Linked DNA regions of Mus musculus: region 2 is linked to region 1. The links are chromatin contacts, called in public Hi-C maps. All regions are on one chromosome and are shown on one strand. The core of a region is the stretch at or near the end of the contact, and the rest is flanking DNA. Distances in the headings are between cores, read along the strand shown.

Region 1 (6,804 bases), core at 2,159-4,658:
ATTTAGCTTTTACAACTTCCTTTAAAAGACATGTGCATGTTATTTATTGTTCATGGTTCTTTCTGGCTTTGGTCATGTTTAAGTAGCATGACCATTATTTGGCTTCCTTTTCTTAAGCAGCTAATGTGTCCTCGCTGAGCTCCCGGTGTGGGGATGTGCCATACCATTCACATTTCAAGGCATGCACAAGGATGGCACTTGTGTGTGCTCTTGCTGTTATTGTCTTAACTTTCCCTTGTCCTGAAAAGCCTCCCTCTCTTCAGGACCCTGTTTCTGGTGAGATCTGGCAGTGGCATGCTTTACATCATGATGTGTAGAGATAGGACCTACCATAGGGCTTGGAATGGCTTTGTCCACGCTGACTGCAGAGCGTTTCCTCAGCAGAGACTCAATAGACCTCCCTGCACACCTGCTTCAAAACTGCTGCTCTTGGGTTTCGCAATGTGGGCTTTTTCTTGGAATCCTGTGTACTACTGCCCACCAGGAGTGCATGACAATAGTTACCCCTGAGTCCTCACACTGGGGATCACTGAAAGGTGCTGGGAGGAAGGACCCAAATCAAGGAGCCCAGGGTGCTAGACAGCAATCTGAGATGTAAGTGATTTACTGGATCCAGTGGCTGGACTTGGGAAGAACTCAGTGAAGAATAAGAGCATGAGGTTCACAGAGTTAGTAGAGATTTGGATGTTATGCTGTTTGAGTTATTAATTTATTCTCTAGGCGTCCATCATTCAGAATAGCCATTCATTGATCAGCAGTCAGGGTCAGCAAGAGAGGCGGGGCCAGCAATGAGGAACACTTCCATAGAGTAGTGAGGAAATTCATTTTCTATGAAAGCTTACAAGCCATAAAGGGAAATTTGCATCTCATCTGACATTCCACCAGCTTGCAACTTGTCTACATCCTGGGAACACTTCTTCAGTGTTCACTTGTGTTTACTTGGAATTAAATGTGAATTAGTCAGTGCATGCTAGGAATATGTTTTAAAGTTTCTTGTTAATATCACTGTTTAAACATTTTTTTTTCTGTAATGAAAATCTTATTCTTAGGGTTAAACCAGTCTCATGTACTCATCTTTTAAAGAACATAGAAAGTGTTATGGTTAAAAATAGGCAACAAACCCTAAGGGCATTGAATTTGCAATGGCAGTTCTTACCTGATTCTCCAAAAACACGGCCCAATCTCCCTAGACTGGGAAATCTCCTAGAAAATATCACATTTAGAAGACTAAGCCACATGCACGTGTGAGAAATGACACCTGAAGATAACAAAGACCTCACTCTAAATCTCCGTGCCTCCTCTGGTTAGCCAGAACCTTCTGTTATTTTAGACACAGTTCCTGTATATTGTGAGTGATGTTAGTGTCCTGGGCTCAGTCAGGACCGTGTTGTACATACTTCTAAATTTTGCACATGTAGCGCAGAAATCAGAGGAAACAAGATGAAGGCCATTGTGTTGTTTAATTAGAGGATGGTGAGTTTTGACACCATAGAAGCTATTTCTAAAGCACTTAAATCCCAAAGTTCTAGTCAACAATTTGATCAGATTTTTTAGCAGAGAAAAGGCAAAATGAAAAACAGTCAGCTCTGTGAGCTATACCCATTAGAGCTCCTCTTTCCTTGAATGTCAGTGTCTTAGGGTTTTACTGCTGCGAACAGACACCATGACCAAGGCAACTCTTATAAGAACATTTAATTGGGGCTGGCTTACAGGTTAAGAGGTTCAGTCCATTATCATCAAGGCAGGAACATGGCAGCATCCTTCAGGCATGGTGCAAGAGGAGCTGTGGGCTCTACATCTTCATCTGAAGGTTGCTAGCAGAAGACTAGCTTCCAGGCAGCTAGGATGAGAGTCTTAAAGCCCACACCCACAGTACCATGCCAACTCCAAAAAGGCCACATCTTCTGGAACAGGGACACATCTTCTAATAGTGCCACTTCCTGGACATAGAATACACAAACCATGACTGGTGGGGAATCAGGATGAGAGCATCTGCTCTTATCCGAAGGCACTGGAGTTGAAGGCCCTGATATATTGAACAGAAACTCCTTGTCTGACTTTCCTCATTAAGTGTCTCCTGAATTTTCAAAATGTTGACATGAACATAAAAGTGAATGACACTTGGTATTTTGTTTAAATTTTGCAGTCTTCATCCATGTGGACACGTGTGTGTTGGACCTGAAAACTGAGATAGCGCCTCCCAAAGATGACATAGAATGATGCATTAGGAAAGAAGTAACTTAAAGAGAAGAGGTCAAACACATGCTGACTAGTTGATACACAAAAGGTTGGACCTCAGCAAAATTGTGAGGCAGAGAGCAACTTGTTTTCAGGGATGCTGGCGTTAAACCGCTGAGCAACATCCTTAACTCCAAAGACACTTTTGTAATCAATCTATTGATTTGCTTCCCTTTAATGTCGCCATTTCCTGGTCTTCCTTAGTCCATCATGGCAGTTTATCACGAGTAGGTATGGGTTTATGTATTGTCCCATTTAGCCCACACTTTTTTAATGTAATTCCTGTGATGGTTGCTGAATTACAGCACTGGAGTCCATGTCTGCAATATGGCCAGGACATAGTGCTATCCTGTTGCTTTTCAGAATCCATTTGTATGTGTGGGTATGGGAGGACCTTTAATGTAGAAATGAGCAAAGGTATTTGTTAAGGCCAAGATTGTAACTATTTTAAGTACTATGAGCCATATTGAAGCATCCTGTCCATATTGAAGACATGAGATTTTTATTTCATAGATTTAAAATGTAAAAAATTGTATTTTGCCCCCTATGCTGTACTAAGCAGGGATTTTGCCACTGGGTCACATTACTGATCCCTGCTTTTAGAAACATTGTTCCAGGCCTCAATTAGCTCGCCACTCCAGGCCACTACCATCTCACAACTGAGTTTTTACATTTTAATTTCAATTTGTATATATATGTTTTTGTTTTATGTATGTATGCTCACATGCGTGCCACAGCATGGGCACAAAGATCAGAGAACAGCTTGTTGGAATCAGTTCTTTCCTTCTGTCATATGGAGTCCTGAGAATTGATTGTCCGTCTTTAGGCTTGATCTCCTACTCCATGAACCACTGAATCATCTCAGTATTGTAATGCCTCCTTTGTAAGGGCCAAGGAGCTAGCTATGCCTTCTACATAAAAGTTCAGGAAAGGTGGTAATTCGGCAATGGATGTCTGCAAACAGCTGCAGTGCAGAAGGGCAGGACTCACTTCAAGTGGAAAAGCCCAGAGTGTCAGGCAAAGCAGTCATTGGCTTTTGGCTGGTATTCAAGGGAGTGATGCAAAGAAGAGAAAGAGGTCGTTACAGTTTTTAGTTAGAAGCTCAGAGATGCTGGCATGCTTCCGAGTGCATATGGCAGGATGTCTATAAAAAGCTTCATTGCGGGAGGGGCTTCTGGGAACTGAGCATGGATTGTGATGGTAGGATAATCACTCCTCTCACTGCTTAGCGTGTCTTCAGGTGACTCAGCTTTCCTAAGGGTTGGTCCTCACAGGAAGTGACTGACAGGTCCAGCTACATTGACTCTCATGCAGGGTTCCAAGGTCACATAAGTTGGCCAGAGATAGAACTCAGATTCTACAGTTTTGACCAAGAGGAAATAGTTTTTCTTTACAAGGCCTCTTGAATATATCATCTTTTCCTTTCATATATTTTAATACCTAAGGAAGGGCAGTTGCGAAGTTTCCTTTTCTGAAGTTTCAGATCTATGAGCTGTTTACTTAATGGAATGAGTGGGTAGCCTATAGTTTTGGTCACACCCTCACATGTAGCTTTCTTTCTTTCTTTTTTGTTTGTTTGTTTTTTTTGCTTTTCGAGACAGGTTTTCTCTGTGCAGCCCTGGCTGTCCTGGAACTCACTTTGTAGACCAGGCTGGCACATGTAGCTTTCTAAGCAGCTGTGTAAAATGAAAAGAAAGGCAGTGCGAAACCAGACGAGAAACTTAAGCCCTCAAGCACTCTGGCATTGCTGGCCACTGGCCAGGACAAATCCCAGAACATTTCCAGATTGTGCCTAAGGAAAAGGTTGCTTTCCAAGTTTCCTCCCTATACTGCTAGACCAGTCTCTCTCTCCTGCTTTGACTCTCCCATATGCTAGGAAGTAAGATCCAGTGGTACCCGAGGTAGGTGTGAATGTCTCCTATAGATGTTCCTCCATGCATATTCCATGCCCTGATTCTAGAGTCTGTCTTTACGTAGACATGGTATGTATTGGGGTGGGGGTATTTGAGCTGAGAAGACCTAGAAAGAATTCTAAGTATAAATAATGCAAGCTCTTACCATTGTATGAAAATTAGCCAATTCATTGCTGAGAAACTCACTGACTATATGATATGCATTGTCTTCTCCGATAAAGCTTCTGAGAGTTTTTGGCATGTTTGGCAGATAGTAGTGACATTTGCACATTAGAATAATAAATACAGGATATAATCTCTTAAAAGTTGGAAAGATACCATTTTCTATTTAGCTCCCTTCTGTCTGATATAGTGTTATTCAAGGACAGAAGACTGATACTTTCCGAACTACCCCATCCCTGCTCTCCTTTGAATTCTTAAAAAACAACAAACTTACACATGCCATGCATCTCACCCAGAGTGGTGGTGGCTCAGTCCCATGCCCAAACACAGAAGCTCTGGTCAAAGGGGTTGCCATGAGCTGGAGGGAAGTCTGGACTTCAGAGTGCGTTTCAGGCTAGCATGGCCTAAGATGTTAAACTTGTCTAGCAAGTCCAAATATAACAAATAAAATAATATGCTTTTTAATTACGTTAGTCTCTGAGCAATATTACTAACTAAAAGAATGAATGAATGAACAAACAAATCAATCAATCAATCAATAAATACAACATATATTAAGGATTGAACGAACACTAAAAATTTCTGAGAGGAAAGAAGAAAGAGGTTAACACAGCAGCAGAAAATGGCCTCTAATTTAGTAATATATTAGAAATGAGAAACAGGAAATGATGAAAACAGGAGCTGTCCTTAACTGCATGTGTTCTGCGGAATTGTTTTCTCCATAGTAAATTGCTTGAATTGGAGGGTTACTATACAGAGTGAATGTTTGAGTTAAGTTCCATCATACACAATGAGGGATATGTTTTCATCAATTAGATAATCAGTGAAGTGAGCAGAGAAAAATGCAGGGATGTAGAATCTGTGCACACGATCGAGCTAATTGAGACTCTGTGGGCACAATGGAGCACAGCAACTGACCATCACCTCACTTGATCTCGGAATCCTGTTTAAGCCATGTCATCAGAGAACTTAACACTGCCACCACTCTCCACATTCTCCACAGGGATTTCCACATTGGCAGGCTATATGTCACAAGGGGAGAAATAATGCTTTAGATAGAGTCTAATCCAAGGAGTCAGTAAATATTTTTTAAGTCTGTTTTCATGAAAATAAGCATGCAATGAAGAAACTGGGAGGCTAGGCCAGACGGAAAGGGAGACACTAAGGCTAGAGTATTTTAAATCACAAGGTAACATTATAAAAATGGTAAAACATGATCAGTTCAGTTTTAATTAGAAGTCTATTTTTCCTTCCTTCCCTACTGATGTCTCGTATAATTTCGTTCTTCCATTCAGAAATCTACCAGATAAATAGATCTAAAACCCTGATTCCTGATTGTGATTCTAAAGGCTCTTGATATTGTCACTCTTGAGTGTGTTGTATAGGAAGGACATGTATGATTTCTTTCTGTACAGCTTAGATTGGTAAAAGTCAGTTGTCAGAGGTGATACACTATGTGGTAGAATTGGTATCAAAGGCAAATATTGGTCCTGTCCACATTGAGATCCATACTGAACTTGCCAAATTCTTATTAGTAGGCTTATGTAAAATGTGCCTAATCACTAGATCTAATTATTTCTTGCCACGGCTCACAGAAATTAGGTAATACACTTACTTCTAACACTCCTTCCAATTTAAACATGATTTATACAATAATGTGCTCTATTTGAAAACAAGTAGAGGTTTTGAATCACCTGATGTTAGACTTTACTCTTGTTACCAGCACAATGTCTGAACACATGAGTTCTTCAATTTTGGATTTTATATTGAAAATGTGTTCATTTAGCTCAGACCTTTATCAAGGGAAAACACTTTCAATTCCACAGAGTCTATTAGTACCATCTCTTCTGTGAAGTGAGCCTTGTGCACATGCATGCACTCAACATTTAACACAAGGTAAGCCCTGCTTTGCTAGCACAATTTTTTTCATTGTATAAAATATGAATACCAGAAATCTTGTCAATACTAGAAATTTCTTGGAAGCGATTTGGTGGTATTTTTTATTGTTTTACCAAGTGAGAGTTCCCTACACAACCTGAAATTATCCTTATGTCTTCATGAAAATGATTAAAAGGCCACTGTTGAAGTCCCAAGGTTAATAATAGCTATATTGGTATATAGGTCACCAGGCCACCAGGAACAAGGGCCTGACTTCTATCTTCAACACTTCAAAACAAAAATAAAATAAGTGATTATTCAGGAAAGATGACTGTCTCAATATTCTTTTACATTCAATCAGTTTGTTGTGTTGGTGTGAAATCTTCCTTCATTATTTCAAAACTAGGTGCCAATGTGGCTTTTTTCAATGATCAAGATGTACTTGATTCATGAAAAGTAGATATATATTTATACACACATATAAGATCATGCTGTTTTTGATATCACTTTTCTTATATTCTAATTAATCCTTAGAAAAAGCAAGACTGGGGGTTAAAGTTTCCTTACTACTCGAGAATGTCAGTAACTTTTGTAATATGTGACATTTGGACAT
Region 2 (6,804 bases), core at 2,736-5,235, 740 kb after region 1:
GTACATATATATGTTACATATATATTTTATAGAGTATAATTTATGTGATTGTAAGTATATGAAACTTAACTTTTAAAAAGAGATTTATTTATTGTATGTATATGAGTACACTGTAGCTGGCTTCAGACACCTGAAGAGGGCATCAGATCCATTACAGATGGTTGGTCGTGAGCCACCATGTGGTTGCTGGGATTCGAACTCAGGACCTCTGGAAGAGTAGACAGTGCTCTTAACCACTGAGCCATCTCTCCAGCTGGAAACTTTTTTTTGTTCTTTTGGGTTTTTTTGTTTTGTTTGGTTTGGTTTTTCGAGACAGGGTTTCTCTGTATAGCTCTGGCTGTCCTGGAACTCACTTTGTCGACCAGGCTGGCCTCAAATTCAAAAAATCTGCCTGCCTCTGCCTCCCAAGTGCTGGGATTAAAGGCGTGCGCCACCACCGCCCGGCGGAAACTTAGCTTTTAATAGTCATTATTAGCAACTTATTTGCAAAGTTACTAGAAATGCCTCAAGACAGCTCATCACCAGTAAGCACTCGCTCGCTGGTCCTAGCACTGCTGTTCTACGGAGCTGCTGGAGTCCCTGGTTTGGACCAGTTGCTCCTTGTGGGCGTTCTCTTTATGCTCATAGCATTCTGATTCCCTGGTCTCTTGTCGGAATGCTCACAAGAGCAGATACATGTACAAAAGACCTATCTGTGCCACTTAATTTTGACCAAAGTAACACTTTGTTACTTTGAACAAATATGTATTTGCTCAATCGTAGAGTAGATGAATGGCTCAGGACCAGGCTGATATGGTGCTGGTGTTTACTTACAATCTGCCAAGTGACACTAAAGAAGTTCTTTCAGCCTTGCAAACAAAGAGCATGCGAAACAATCATTTAACCAGGCAGAGAGAAGTGGGATATTTTTTCTCTCTCTCCATACACTATAATATGCTATGTTCGATTCCTTGAAACTCTGCCCTCTGCTCATTTGGAAAGAATATCAAGATATCCTGCAGCCTCAGGAATGCACAACTGTTAAAAAAAAATTCTCAAGCAAATGGAAAGAATTTGTTTTTATTGAAGAAAAGATTTTAAGAGGCATCTGACAGATCCCCTGGAACCAAGGTGTTTACGTTTTGGAAGTAAAATTGTTTAAACCTTAAAATATACATGGCAGCCAGCTTTTGAGAAAAAAAAAAAGGAAGCCAGTAAAAAGTGACCAAAATGAAAACTGATGACTTGACTCGATTCAGAATTGGGAATTCTCTTAAAAGGGCACTGAATCCATCCAGGAACTTAGACCTGCCAGAGAAGTTGGCCAGGGGAAACCAGCGCAATCAATCTTTAAGGAAAGAAAAACACGAGAAATTGGAAGGAAAGATGATGAGAGAGGAGAGAAGACAGAGCAGGCGTACAAAGAGAAAGGAGAGTGTTCTGAAATGATGGGGTGAAAACCCGTCTTCCTAGAGAAGGCAATCCAGGAAGAGACTTGCTAACATAAATAACAGTGAGAAGCTGGGAACTTAGAACATTTGTATCGTTAATCTAAAGATCTTAAACCAAAGAAAGAAATAATTATCAAAATCACTCAGATGTATTCAGAAACACGTGTCTTAAGATATTAGCAGAAAGCTGTTAGGAACCAGAAAGGAGAATGCGTGGATGTAAACTCTAAGGAAAAGTTAATTTATTAGTGCAAGTCTTCTTGCTGCTGACGTTGATGAGATGTTTGGGGGAATATTTCAAGTGACTCCCGTTTATCTACGTTGATATGTGAATGCCCCTACACAAACACATTTCAGTCACCATATCTCATCAAAGAATTACTTCAATTTTGTTTATGGGTGTCTGTGTAAGGGTATTCCCAGATGAGTGCAGTACCCACAGGAGCCTGAAGGGGGCATCTATGTGGCTGCTGCCAACAACCTTCTGCTACGGCTGTATGCATTCTTAAACACTGGGCTGTCACTGTTACCCTGAGGAAATGCCCTTGGCTGTGCGCCATGTCGCATGATCTGGATGACGGCCAGCAGGGAGAGGATTCAGCTGCTGCAGTGGAGGGGTGTTGCTGGCCAGCGAGTTGACCAGACCATGATGATATTGGGAACGGTAGCTTGATGACGAGTCCAAATTACCTGCCGTTTTGATATTACCAATGCCATTGGCCGAGCCATGAACCTAGTCACACAATCACTCCAATCCACTCAGGTTTCACTTTTTTTTTTTTTTTTTTTTTAAGTTTTAGTTGTTCACAGTCCATTGCTGTCCAAAAAGCTTAAAGTAAACATTCCAGAAGAAACCGATCGACAAGTTTTAAATTGCGCGTCACTTTAGGGAGCATGGTGACATGTTCCATTGCCCTGCTCCATCATGCCAGGGACAGGAATTACACCTTTTCTTGGCGTATCAAGGTTGTATATTCTACCTACCTGCTATACATTTCACAGGCTCCTTCATTATAGAGTGGCTGTCACTATTACAGTGTTTATATTTAAAAAGAAAAGGACCTCTTATTTTAATCAGAAATGGCCCCAAAGCACAAGAGCAGTGATAAAAGCAATTTGAATATGCCAAAGAGGAGTCATGAAGTTTTTTTTTTTTTTCAAGGAAAAAAAAAGCGGAAGAAACATCACAGTTGTATAGGTAGACAAAATACTCTTAAAATTCAGCACTGGCCTTCTGTAACATTTGGGGAACCACTGTAGGCATAGAGCCTGTGGCTCTTAGCTTCGTCTGCCAACGAGATGTCCCATTGGACTATTTTGTAAGTGAGATTTTCCATTTTCTGTATGGACTGTTAATTTTAGCAAATAACTCATCAAATGATCAAGAACTAGAATTTTTTATTCTAGCTGCTAACTTTAGTAAAGCTGTTTATTAAACTCTGCTTTACCTTGACATAGTAAATTGAGTAAATATGGCAGCAATTTGTTTCATGTGAACGCATGGCTCCCTCTAGCTCTTCAGGCAGAGGAAGAAATGTCCCAGCCTTGGTTTGGAAGAGACCGTTGCCTATAAAGCTTAAACTGTCCACCCTAGCTCCATAACCCATATGACTGTAGATCGTGTCAGTGAAAATAATCTACCTTTTTCACTTCACTTTTTTCAGTGTCTTCTCTAGGCATCATATGTTATCTTCAAAATGGCTTTGAAAATTGGGAAGCCATGTTGTCCCAAGTTTAAGATGAAGTACTGGAGCTAGTTTTCCACATTTTGAGACTCTTCTTAGTGACTATTGCTATGGTCAGAAGTTAACCCCTGGAACCTCAAGATGTAATTACTGGAGTTGTCCCTTATAAAGGAGGTCTGAGGAGGCCTCTCACCAGTCTATCTGCTAAGGACGGACAGACAGTGTCATCTACAGATTGCCTGGTCCCTGAACCCTACACTTCACAGCCTGTAGAACTACAAAAGTTCCTGTTATGAATGGATGACCCGGTCGAAGGAATTTCGCCGTAGCACTTCAAGTCTCCTGAACACTTGTCTATTACCTCTCCGCTGTCCGTTGTGAAAGTAATGGCCACAACTGGATCCATTACACACAGTCCTGTGCAGACATGCTGGCTCCTTGTTTCCTTGGGCTTCGATGTAATAGATTGAAATTCTCCAGTTATTCTTCCAGCAAACAGTGTGGTCTCTAGGGTGGTAATACAAACTAGAATCTCCTAGATGAAGAAAACAGTCTCAAAACCCCCAGTCCGAGTGAATTGAGACAGCATGAAGGGATGCCTGTGTTTAATTAAACCACCAGAGCTCAACTCACAGATTTCAAGACAGCACAGTTAACCGTGGCTTCTCTGACTTAGCTGAGAAGAAAGTGGGGAGATGAGATTAGTCCCACACAGAGACTATCCACAAACATTGCCTCTCAAGTTGCCAATAATGACTCTGGCGAATATGTTATCAAAGCAGCAAAGAGAAGGCAGAGACCGAGAAGACGGGGAAACTAGCCACTAGCCGCAAGTGTACCTCTGAAAAAGGTGAACAGTGTACTTGTTTAGGAGAACTATGTCAATACATTCCAGTTCTAAATACATTTGCAAACCGACAACACATCTCTTACTCTGCTGCTCCCCCCTCCTTCCCCTTCTCTTGCCTATAAAACAATAAAATGTCTCATTGTCCAGCACTCTCCATCTTAATGCCAGTGTCTTTCATCTCAGAAGACCGATAGACTTCTGAGATATTATCTTTGTAATCCTCTTAAGGGAGAGGAGCCATGAGGCAGAGAGCTCCCTAAAGCCCGCGTGTCTTTTGAGACAGCTAGTGAGGAAAGCTGATCCCTTTGAATATTCACAGCACTTGTCCATACCAAAGGTTCTGAATACTTTCTGGAATTATCTAATTATCCCTTAGAATGAACTGGGCAGAAGGGAACCCAGATGCTAGTTTTAAAAGTGTTGAAAAAGGTCGGCCTAAAGATGTGTTTTATACCTTCTACAAACTTCTATTTTCTTGTAAGAGAGAGAGAGAGAGAGAGAGAGAGAGAGAGAGAGAGAGAGAAGGCTTTTTATTTTAAACTTTAACTGACGAGTGGTAGCACAAACCTTGGAGGCAATTCTATCAGAACTTCATTTCTCTTAGCAAGTCTGAGCCATCCTCATCTCAGGGGTGGAAGTTCCTAGAGGAACCCCACAACTTACATCACGAACACATCGAAACACGTTTCAGCATGAAGTAGCTGTGAATGCTCCTAATTCAATACAGGAACTCTGCTGCTTCTGCACATCTCTGAGCCCTTACAGATCATATTGTGTGGAAACTACAGGTCAGGGGTTGGCGCTGTGGCCCAGTGGATAAGGAAGGATGCTTGCTGCTCTTCCAGGGGACCTGAATTTGACTCTCACCTTGGGGGTGCTTCAGTAGCTTTAACTTCAGCTCCAGGTGATCCAGTGCCACCTTCTGGCCTTTGTGGGCACTGCACTCCCAAGCATAAAACCACACACAGGCACATAAGTAAAAATAAACATTAACATCTGGGATAAAAAGACAGAATGAAAGAAGCGTCAGGTCAGGTGTCTTCCCCGTCACATTTTTTTTCACTAAGGCAGAACTTACAGGAAGTGTGAGTTATGGACTGACGTAATTATAGAACGATCACCAAGCACTTGTGTGTCTAGATACTGGCTTGTGTGTCCCCTGCTTCATGTGACCACAACCGATGCTGGTGTGGTAAATTGTGCCTACTGAAGAGAGGAGGAGGACAGGGCTCAGAGAAGCCACCCTGTTCACACAGCATAGGTTCCCTCCAGCAGACACTGTCTCTCTACTTTCCCTTCATGAACACAGTTTTAGGACTTTAGAAACCACCTTAGAATCTAAGCTTGCATCTCCAGCTCTGATCACTTGACCACCTAGCTCTCATTTAATGTCAGATCCTATCTATCGTACTATTAACTCTTATCTATTTCTTCTTTTGTTGGAAATATAAAACATTGGGGTGCCTAGGCTACCAGGCTGCTTATACTAACCTAGACTGGGCCCCCTGTGCTCATACTGCTATTGAAGAAATCTCAGAAAACAAGAAAATTCCATATTTATGTCCAGGAGTTCCATTTGCCACCCACCCAAGGAACCCCATGTTTTCTAAACACCTTTTCTAACCGATAGATTACATGTTGTCTTATTATCTACAAGCTAATATGGCAAATCACTGTGAACTGGGTGCCTGTCTCTATCCGGTCACTGATTGTGTCTTTGATCATCATAACACCATGGTTTTAGAGAGTAGGTCTCAATTTGGGGATCTGGGAAAGATACAGGTAGGTATTTGTACATGCATGAAATGCACAGATATGCATTAAATGCGCAACCATGAATCATTTCACTTTGTGGGAATCTCTATGGTTTGGCTCTCAGACCCAGCAATCTCTGCTTTGAAATCACCTTCAAAATCTAAACGTGGCATATATAATGGAAAGCTACTGGGACACATTACCTAATCTGTGGTCTGTCCTTAGCACCTTAAACAACCCACCACAAAGCATGAAACCTCCCCCCAGAACACATAGCATACATTCTCCAGGGAATCCCAACCCCAGTGATCTAGCTTGACCCCAGCAGTCAGTGGGGCTCTTTCCTTCCTGAGGTGTGGTTAGACTGGCTGTTAACTCTTCAGTGCCCAACTCTCTCTAATCTCAGCAAGGCCTTTGCTACTGCTCCCTGTTCTGTCTCGATGCTCCTTAAAAGTCAGCTGTCATTTTCAAAGCAATCCAAAATAGCCCACTCAACAGATCCCCGGAGCTTTGGGAATGTTAAGGCCCTCCATCAGCAGCGACCTTACTACAAGGAAGTGATTTAGGCACTGTGGAAGAAAAGGCCCACTGTCTTTATCACGCTGGTTGCGCCATCAACTTCAGAAATTGTGAGAGGGAAGAATAATCAATAGTGTGTTAAGACCAGTCTCCGAGCATGCCAAGACCAAGCACCCTGGGCTGCAAAACGTTGCGTCCAAGGAGAAGTCCAAATGCACAAAAGAGAAATTAATTGTAGTGGTGAAGCAAAATGGATTGCATCTCCAGGTGGAATTTGTCATTGGGAATGGAATGGCACTCAAGGGCTCTCTGCGTCCTTCAGTGGGATCATATAATATGCAGGATGAAAAAAAAATGCTTCAGGTTAAACAACCCAGAATCAAGTGACAACACGCATGATCACACAGTAAATATGCATGTGCCGGTCAAGAATTAACCCAAATAGTTGAGGGAAGTGTCTGTAATTCAGATTAAAACACCATTGCATCCTCTCCCTGGCCCTTTCCTCTTTCCACTCCTCCTGTGTGCTCCTCGGTCTCTCTAAGATCCATCTGTCCACCCTGCT

The links. Hi-C and Micro-C count contacts between places; a contact is called where the count stands out from the background.
Region 2: a Hi-C map of the N1E-115 cell line shows a contact between it and region 1, with 3 times the contacts expected there. The contact joins two enhancer-like sites. A contact is called at or near these places in 3 of 484 Hi-C or Micro-C datasets (the N1E-115 cell line, embryonic stem cells and myocytes).

Annotation. Positions count from the first base shown.
Region 1 is chr14:117,142,908-117,149,711 of GRCm38.p6, forward strand. The region is part of intron 1 of Gpc6 (glypican 6); the gene reads left to right. Gm52112 (a long non-coding RNA gene) reads left to right here. Exons shown (of 2, transcript XR_003951116.1): 1 at 1-6,804. Among named protein-coding and RNA genes, the nearest start is that of Gm52112, 18 kb to the left of the region's middle. Within about 2 kb of position 3,409, at least 20 of the 459 cell types and tissues checked have an H3K27ac peak or open chromatin away from gene starts, as enhancers often do. A contact at or near this core is called in the N1E-115 cell line, where this site is marked.
Region 2 is chr14:117,877,571-117,884,374 of GRCm38.p6, forward strand. All of the region lies in intron 5 of Gpc6 (glypican 6), which reads left to right. Among named protein-coding and RNA genes, the nearest start is that of Gm52110, 29 kb to the right of the region's middle. Within about 2 kb of position 3,986, at least 8 of the 459 cell types and tissues checked have an H3K27ac peak or open chromatin away from gene starts, as enhancers often do. A contact at or near this core is called in the N1E-115 cell line, where this site is marked.